Linked DNA regions of Hordeum vulgare: region 2 is linked to region 1. The links are chromatin contacts, called in public Hi-C maps. All regions are on one chromosome and are shown on one strand. Each heading gives the region's core, a stretch centred on a gene start, on an enhancer-like site or on the middle of the called end of the contact. The rest is flanking DNA. Distances are from core to core; before and after follow the strand shown.

Region 1 (4,072 bases), core at 1,560-4,059:
TTTCTCTCGCCGGTTCCGACGACGTACGTGGGTGCCGCTTGCTTCTTGAAGACGGTGTCGTGGACCTTTATCGTGTACCAGGGCTCACGATGAAAAACTTTGTCTGTTTTCAGACTCGACAACGCAATGCCTCGCACTATCACCCTCCTTGGGGCGTTGTTAGTGAGCTCAGGGGTCTTTGTTCGGGGCGGCAGGTGTTAGTCTTGTTGTAGGCTTACGTTGTATTTCTTTGATCTACTTGGTAAGAGGGCCTCCCCACCATATTGTATTGTTCGATCGTGTACCGTGGTTCGTTGATTTATCTATAAAGCGGGACGAAAGCCTGTTTTGAGAGTATAGGCACAGGAGTGAACCAGGTGGACTATAGCAAAGCGGTTTTTGATTTCTAAAGAAAATGTTCATTCTTATAAAAATTACCGCAATTTATAAAAAAATGTTTGGAATTTTAAAAATGTGCAACAATTTCAAAACCGGTGCACATACTTTTCTTAATTGGTCTGAGTTCCAGGACATTTCCAAATTGATGAATAAATATATAGAACCTACAACATATTGGAAACACAAACATTTGTTATTACCTGATATTTTTTAGAATGTAATGGACACTTCAAAAGTACATATTGAAACTTTGATAGTATACAGTAAATATTGTTTATAATATATGATCAACATTTTCAAAATGCATATTGAACATGTTTATAATTGGATTCATATATTTCATAAGAAAAGATAAACATTTTAACCATATATATTGAGCCTTTTATAATATAGGATGGACATTTTTTGAAAACATAAAACATATATTAAGAGAGAACCAAATGAAAATCAATGATTTTATTAATTTGTTTTTGGAATTTTTGCAAGGAAACAAGAAGAAAATAGCTAACCCGAAATCACAAAATAATAAAACAAAAGACAACAAAATAAAAAGCAAAATAGAAAAGCCAAACAGAAGTACTTGGGCCGGTCGGGTGAGAACCTTCAGCGAAGATTGTCTAAGCGAGGCATAGGGATGCCTGTGAAACATATGACAAAATACCGTAAGCAACTAGTTAAGAAGCACTTTTTCAGACGTCTCCCAACAACCGCTCCCACACACTGTCACATGATGCGGTTTTTGTCATCGTCACGTGTCGCATTTTCAACGTTTTTATTTTATTTTGTATTTTTATATTTTTTCATACGTGTTTTTAACTTTTTTAAATGGTTGTTTTCGTGTTTTTTTGGTGTTTCGATTTTTACCTGTCTTTTCTAGCTTTTTAACGAAACATCGTACCTCTCGGAAATGGAAAAGACATTGTTTTTCATGAGAGGTTTGATTTTGCTTTCGTGAGAGGCATGGTCTTGCCTCTTAGAAAAAAAATCATGTTTTAGTTTTTTTCTGTGAGAGACATGGTTTTGTTTTCGTGAAAGGTACGACCGTGCCTCTCCGAAATTAAAAAGCACATTTTCCAAAAAAAAATCACGAGTGATACGGTTTTGCTTTCGCGAAAGGCACGACTGCATCTCTCAGAAACAGAAAATAAATATGTTTTCCGTGTTTTTACGAGATACATGATTTTGCTATCGTGGGAGGCATGATTTTGCCTTCATGAAATACACGGCTGTGTTTCTCAGAAACGAAAAAATCGCCTTTTTTCTTTCACGAGAGGCACGATTTTCTCATCAGCTTTCTGTGATTTTTTTAAAATCTATCAATATGGAATCTAGTTTTGAAGATCTTGACGCGGGGAACCCAACGATGTAAATGGTTTGAGATTTGGATGCACGATTTTAAAAATGAAACATTTTAAAAATATGGATGTTCAAAAAAAGAAAAAAAAATAGGTTGTAATAAATGACACAATCTGACAAGGTGAGACTGATCTTTTAAAAGAATACCCTTCAATTAATGTCCCAAAATGCCCAACCGCCGACCCTCCTATGCGCCGCTCTTTGCGGCAACTGCCAAGCGGACGCACAGGGGGTCGCCCCGACTGGGCCAGCCCAAGTTAGCCACCAGTACCGAATGTGGAGACCACAAAAAAAATTAGCGACCAGCAGTTGAAAAATCTGAAACATTTCATTTAAAAAATCCAAAACATTTCATTAAAAACATTCCAAATTTGAACATTATTTGAAATCCGGAATATTTTTTCAAATTGTGGAATATTTCTTCAAATACCTGAACTTTTCTAAATTCTGAAACATTTTTTCAAATTCTGGAAAAAAAGTCAAATTCCGGAATTTTTTTCAAATTTTCTAAGCTTTTTTCAAATTTCGGAATATTTCTTTTGAAATATTCCAAACATTTTAATAAAAATATCAGAAAATTTTATTAAATTCCGGAAGAAATTTTCAAATCTCGAAACATAATTTAAATTCCGAAATAAATTTTCAAATTTGGAACATTTTTTCGTATTCTGGAACATTTTTTTAAATTCCTGAACATTTTTAAAACTCTGGAACATTTTCCAAATTTCGAAACATTTTTTAAATTCCAAACCAAAAAATTCTGAAACATTTTTTGAAATTTCGTAACTTTTTTGAAAAATCCAGAACATTTTTAAAAGAAAAACAGAAAAAAAAGAAACAAAGAAGATTATAGAAAAAAAGAAAACAAAAAAAAGAAAACCGGTTCAGGGAATATTATAGAAAGTTCCCAAAACCGGAAAAAGCCGGCTGAAAACCTTCCCAATATCGGAGCTTTTGGCGTGTAAATGAACTGGCCTATTACGAAACGCAGCCTGGAGCACCTGTGCGAAGCCTCGACATTTAGACGACGCAGAATGCGGCGAATAGGGATTTCCAACCGCCAAGGCCCGATTGTTTAGCTCGATCGCATGTGGATTCACTTGGTTTTCTCGCTCGCCCATCCTGCTGTTGTTACTAGGGCAATGTTGCTACTCTCTTATGATTGGTTTTCTTCAACCTTTTATTTAATCTAAAATATCCACAAAATGTTGCTACTCTCTTTAGATTGGTGAAATCACAAAATGTTCGCATAATTTTACAAAATTCCGGTGAACTAAAAAACTAATAATTTAAAATTTATTTACTAAATCTAAAATATCCATGAGTTTAAAAAATATTCATGACTTTGAAAAAGTTGATGAATTTATGAAATGTTCCAAATTCTGTAAAATGCTATTTTTTATAAGTATTTATGAATTTCAAAATGTACACGGATATAAAAATTTATAAATCTATTTCTGCGAATTTAAAATTACAGAAATGAAATAGGAAAATTAATTGTATTAAAAAGCAGAAAGTCAAAAACCAAAAGGAAAACATGTAAACCGACCGAGAAAAAAGGAAAATAAATGAAAAAAGGCAGACAAGAGAGAACCTTTTAGAATGTTATCAAAATCAGAAATAAAAGCAAATTGTTGTGAACTGTATATGTGCATGTAGAATACAAAAAACATACTACTCCCCGAGATGGGCGGGAATTGGATTTTCCTATTACAACCTCATGGAGTGAGTTCTTTCCTTTGAAAACACTATCTTTTAGTTGAATTTTAAAGCTCAGAAGGGAGTTTTGTATTTCTGCTTGGTGAGAGATATATTACGCAAGCACTAGAAAACACCCACATAGGCACACCTTGTTTACCGGTTTTCCGAAGCTTCCACACGGGTTTGGAAGCTTCAACCAGCTTTTTCTTATTTTCTGTATTTTCTACAGTGGTTTTATTAGTTTCTGCTCATTTTATTTTTGTTTCTACCTTGTTGATTTTTCTCATATTTGTTTTCTATTTTCCTTCTATGATTTTCTCTCTCCTTATTTCTTTAATTGATTGGGAAATGCTTTATAGAGCGGGGCGATCGAGCGAATAAAGTTATTGGGCGAGGACCATCTATGCGAGGTGTGCTTTATAGGTGCGGGAAGATGGTGATGGAGATATGATCTAGAGGCAAGAATAAAACTTATTATTTATCTCTTGGTTCATAATTATGTTTATATTATGTGCTATAATTTTCATGGTTCTCGAGTGTGTATATTTAAGAAGTTGAGATGAAAACCCATGTGCATGCATGAAATAAATAAACGGTAAAATAGATTCCTAGCCATTCCTCTAAGACTAGCTAAGTG
Region 2 (4,245 bases), core at 981-3,480, 160 kb before region 1:
AGCACCAAACCCACCTCCGTGAACAAGAACAATGATGTTGGTTTCCAAATCTTTGGTATTCAAATCCTGTTTAAAAACAGCACATTGGTTAAGATGGCTATACCGATGCAATGACCGCCGTTACATATGCAAACAACATTGAAACATCTATTTTGTTTAGATAATGGAAGAGCTTTATTGCTTCCTGCCTCTACATGGTAGATCCACATCTTACATACATACAGCCAATATATATTAGAGCCAAAGAATACATCTCCGAGAAGCTTAAAACAACTCTGAAACATCTGCATTACTAAGCACCGATATGCAATAAATCCTTTGAAGTTCACAAGGAATTCAAGAGCATAGGAACTAGACAGAGTGTCAAAGGTATTTGTGTTTTTTATCTCTACTATTAAAGGAGGATATGCCGTCTGTCGTGATGGTTCGACCACGGCAGATCCCCCGTCGCTACAGCTAGCCCTTCCACCGATTTTTATTCATCCCTCCATAAACCAGGCGGCCCTTTCACCGATTTTTTCCCAACCCTCCATAAACCGGTTCAATACACCACGACCCCCCGTCACTAACTGTAGAAATGTTTGTTTGCCAGTGATTCGAAAACAAGAACACCAATTAACTGCCAAATGGCGTGCTAGTTCAGTTAGCATATATACACACATCAACTGACCAGTAGCATTGAAAATGTCAGACACGAACTACACAATCAATCAAAACCTCCCTGCTGGCCGGCCGGCCGGCATCTTCTTCTTAGTCAACAGTCAACATGTAGTTGGTAGCCATGTCCGCACTGGAATTAGTACTCCGGTATATAAGCCAAGATGCTGCCGGCAGCCATTTCCACTAACGGTCAAGACTAAAGACAGACTAGGTAACAACAAAACATTTTTATTTTGAAAACCTATGCAACACAGATTCACCGTGACTGAAACAATTCGAAGTAAAGACCATCAGGAACTAGAATCCATGGGACAAGTTGGAAGGTACCCTCCTTGTCCCTTCTCTAGAATAAATGAACACATGCGACAATATCAGGCCGGTACAAGAAACAATCAATGTAATGGCGTCTGAATTCTGAATCATGCCAATATGTACCAACAGCAACCACCACCCATCACCCAGACGGCCGTAGTTCCCAAATACGTTCTGGACTTTTACTGAAATCAATGCTTAGTGGCTTGCCATATGGATTACATTGTGCAATCACGGAGAGATGAATGGACAGAGGCCCCTGGAGCTCTAGGTTTTCCATGTTTTGACTAACCCTGCTCCCATGGCATACGGGACCCCATGTTATAGCCCCACTTAGCCAGTGGCACAGATAGGTCAGACATTCAGAGGACACCTGCGAAACGGAAGCACTGCTAATCTACTTGGTAATTCTCACATTAGATAGTCGCACTGGGCGCAGAAGCAAATCGAAGGACGTGATGGATTCAAGACATATTTAAGAAACCCAGATGGATTCGTCGAAGGAGCAGCATAGAATTGAAGCGCGAACTACTTGGCCGTCACTCTCGATAAACCCAAAACAAGGAGCAATCCAGATATATCGTGTATAGTTTGAGCAAAGCATGGAAAGGGATCAAAATTCCACCGTAGAAATAGGGGAAGCCGCGTAGAAACTGGACAATCACAGGGCTTCTCAACGGCCGACGCGAAAACCAATCCCCACCAGAAAAGTCAACACGGCGCAGCGTCAAAATTCCACGCGGCGGCACGCGGACCGACCAAGCAATGCGACCGGGAGGAGCGACCGACCGATGAAGGACGGAGGAGGGCGTCGATACCTTGGCGAGGAGCTGCTGCGGCTGGAGCTCGGGGTCGGCGAGCGAGCGCGGGCGCGTGCTGGAGCTCCTGGGCAGCGGCGGGCCCTGCTGCTGCCGCTTCGCGGCGTACCGCACGGACGCGGACCGGTCGAACGCGCCGCCGCCTCCTCCCCCGCGCTGCCCCAGCACGAGCGCCGCGGCGGCGGCCAGCGCCTGCTCGTCGATCTCCGCGGCCTTGGCGCCGCGGCGGGAGGAGGCGGACGAGCGCCGCTTGGCCTGCGGCGGGGAGCCGGAGGGGGGCGGGCTGGACATGCAGGACATGAGAGCGCCCATCGGATCCTCCTCTCTCGTCGGCTCCGATTCAGGAAACCAGCAGCAGTCGTGCCGTCGTGGGACGAGGAAGGGGAAAGAAGATGGAGCAGCAGAGCAGAGGGGGGAGGGAGCGGCAGAAACGGCTGGAAAGGAATACGAAAATTTATACTACTTCCGTTGGTACCGCCGTTTTTGCGGACAGGGACCTCCGTTGAGACGAAATTCGTGTCCCGGTGGTTGGTTGTTGAGGGATCACACAGAGGTAGTGCTGCCTTCATTTGACACGACGGCACGGGAAATGCAGCGTGTTTGGTCAGCAGATTTCTAAACAGATTTTATTAGGGAAACGTTTTCCGACGGCGCCGGCCGAAGGCCCGTCCTACGCGCGTCGTGCGATTCTTTTATTTTTGCTACTATCGATAGGATTTTTTACTAAAATCGTTGATAATTTTTGCTACATTTTTTTCACTAAGAAAATTGCATTCATGTTTTAGTTGTAACCCGAGTTTATCGAATTTTTTACTATGTCCGTGTTAATTTTTGCTATAACCGATAATATTTTTTGCTATAATCGTTCATTAAAAAATTGTATACATGTTAGTTAGAGTTGCAACCTGAGTTTACCAGATTGTTTTTGCTACAACCTACATTTGTTTTACTACCACGCATCATCACCGTCGTTTTTTTGCTACGATCATATTTTTTTCTACAACCATATTTTTTATGTATCCGTAACCGAAATTTGCTGCATTGTGGCCGAAATTTGGTGCATCGAATTTTTTTGCTACATGAAAAGATCTGACGATCATAAGAGATCCAATCTGACTGATTGAGCGGTCCGCGTGCGACCGACCAAAAGTTTAAGCCGATGCGCCGGCGCAGAGCACTGTCCATTTTATCTATACTACTAATAAAAGATCAAACGTAAACTTCCCTACGTACACACAGGAATTACCCACACAAAACCGAACAAGGATCTCCACCAAACGATTAGGAAAGAATTATAAATCTAACGCCTATCCACCATCAAGGCAGCACCACACTGTGCATTTACCAATTACAGTTAGGCTGACCGTGCTCCACCTCCACGTACAGAGAAAAACGATATGCCCGCCCCCGCACCGCCCGCAGACGCCCGCCCCCGCACCCCTCTCCCTCCCCGTCGGGTCTCCTCTCCCTCCCCGTCGGCCACCCTCTCCGCCTCTCCACCACTGCCGCGCCCCGCAGCACGCCGGACGTCCTCTCCCTCCCCGCCGACCCTCCTCTCCCTCCCCGATGGCCCTCCCCCCGGACCTCCGACCTCGCCGCCTCCCCTCCTCCGACCGTTGAGCCTGTAAACCTACAAAATCCGCGATCTGGATAAGCCCCAATTCCAAACCCGCCCTGCCCTTGCCCGTCCGCTCCTCCCCCGCTCCGCAGCCAGCCATGGCGATCTCCACAGATTCGCGCAGCGAGGAGAAGGTACGCGCGCTCGCCGTCCCCCCTCCCCCGCCTCCCCTCGCGGAATCTCATCCCCGCGTCCCTTGCGCGCAAGCAATCCCGGCGCCCCCCGGTGGGGGCGCGTAGCGGCGGGTTCTTGGGATTCGACGCCGAATCGGCGCTCGTCTATTCGTGGCGTCGGATGTAGTTGGCGATTTGCTCTGTTCTGCTTCCCTTGGCGGCTTAGGGTGGGCTGTTGGTTAGGGTTTGCAAGCTGATGCCAGGCGTTGAAAGGGTCCGGGACCTGTTCCCGTCCTGGTTGGTTCAAGATTATATTTTTGGGCTCAGCAAAGCGAACAAACCCATCGGTTCTTGGCATTTGCTTAGTTTTCCTCTCGATCTATTACCAGCTTCTTGTAATGGCTTATATACATGCTTAAAATATGCATCTTCTAGGTAATTTATTCTATGGGGCTTCATGAGTATGCTACTCTTCCGGTGAAGTGGAGCAATAATGGTGTATTTTTGTTGCCTCTGTGTAGCCTTCGCAGCATTCTCAGGAGGAGAAGCGGTAGGTTTCTTCCCCCTCCAGCATCATTTTTTTATTGTGCATTTAGATTTTACAAACCAATATCCATTTAAATAAACAAATTGCCGTACCCAAAACATTTATTTTACACTCTTGCCATGTATGAAATCCATTTGTGAAAAGTACATAACCAGGTACAGCAGAATGTTAGCCATC

Evidence for each region. Hi-C and Micro-C count contacts between places; a contact is called where the count stands out from the background.
Region 2: a Hi-C map of leaf shows a contact between it and region 1, with 3 times the contacts expected there. The contact joins the promoter of LOC123425393 here to the enhancer-like site in region 1. A contact is called at or near these places in 2 of 6 Hi-C or Micro-C datasets (leaf and seedling).

The regions. Positions count from the first base shown.
Region 1 is chr2H:109,247,203-109,251,274 of MorexV3_pseudomolecules_assembly, reverse strand. No RefSeq gene overlaps it. Among protein-coding and RNA genes, the nearest start is that of LOC123425393, 150 kb to the left of the region's middle. Within about 2 kb of position 2,809, at least 2 of the 3 cell types and tissues checked have open chromatin away from gene starts, as enhancers often do. A contact at or near this core is called in leaf, where this site is marked.
Region 2 is chr2H:109,402,027-109,406,271 of MorexV3_pseudomolecules_assembly, reverse strand. It overlaps LOC123425393 (putative methylesterase 11, chloroplastic), which reads right to left and starts at 2,230. Exons shown (of 5, transcript XM_045109087.1): 1 at 1,791-2,230; 2 at 1-66. The coding sequence starts at 2,102.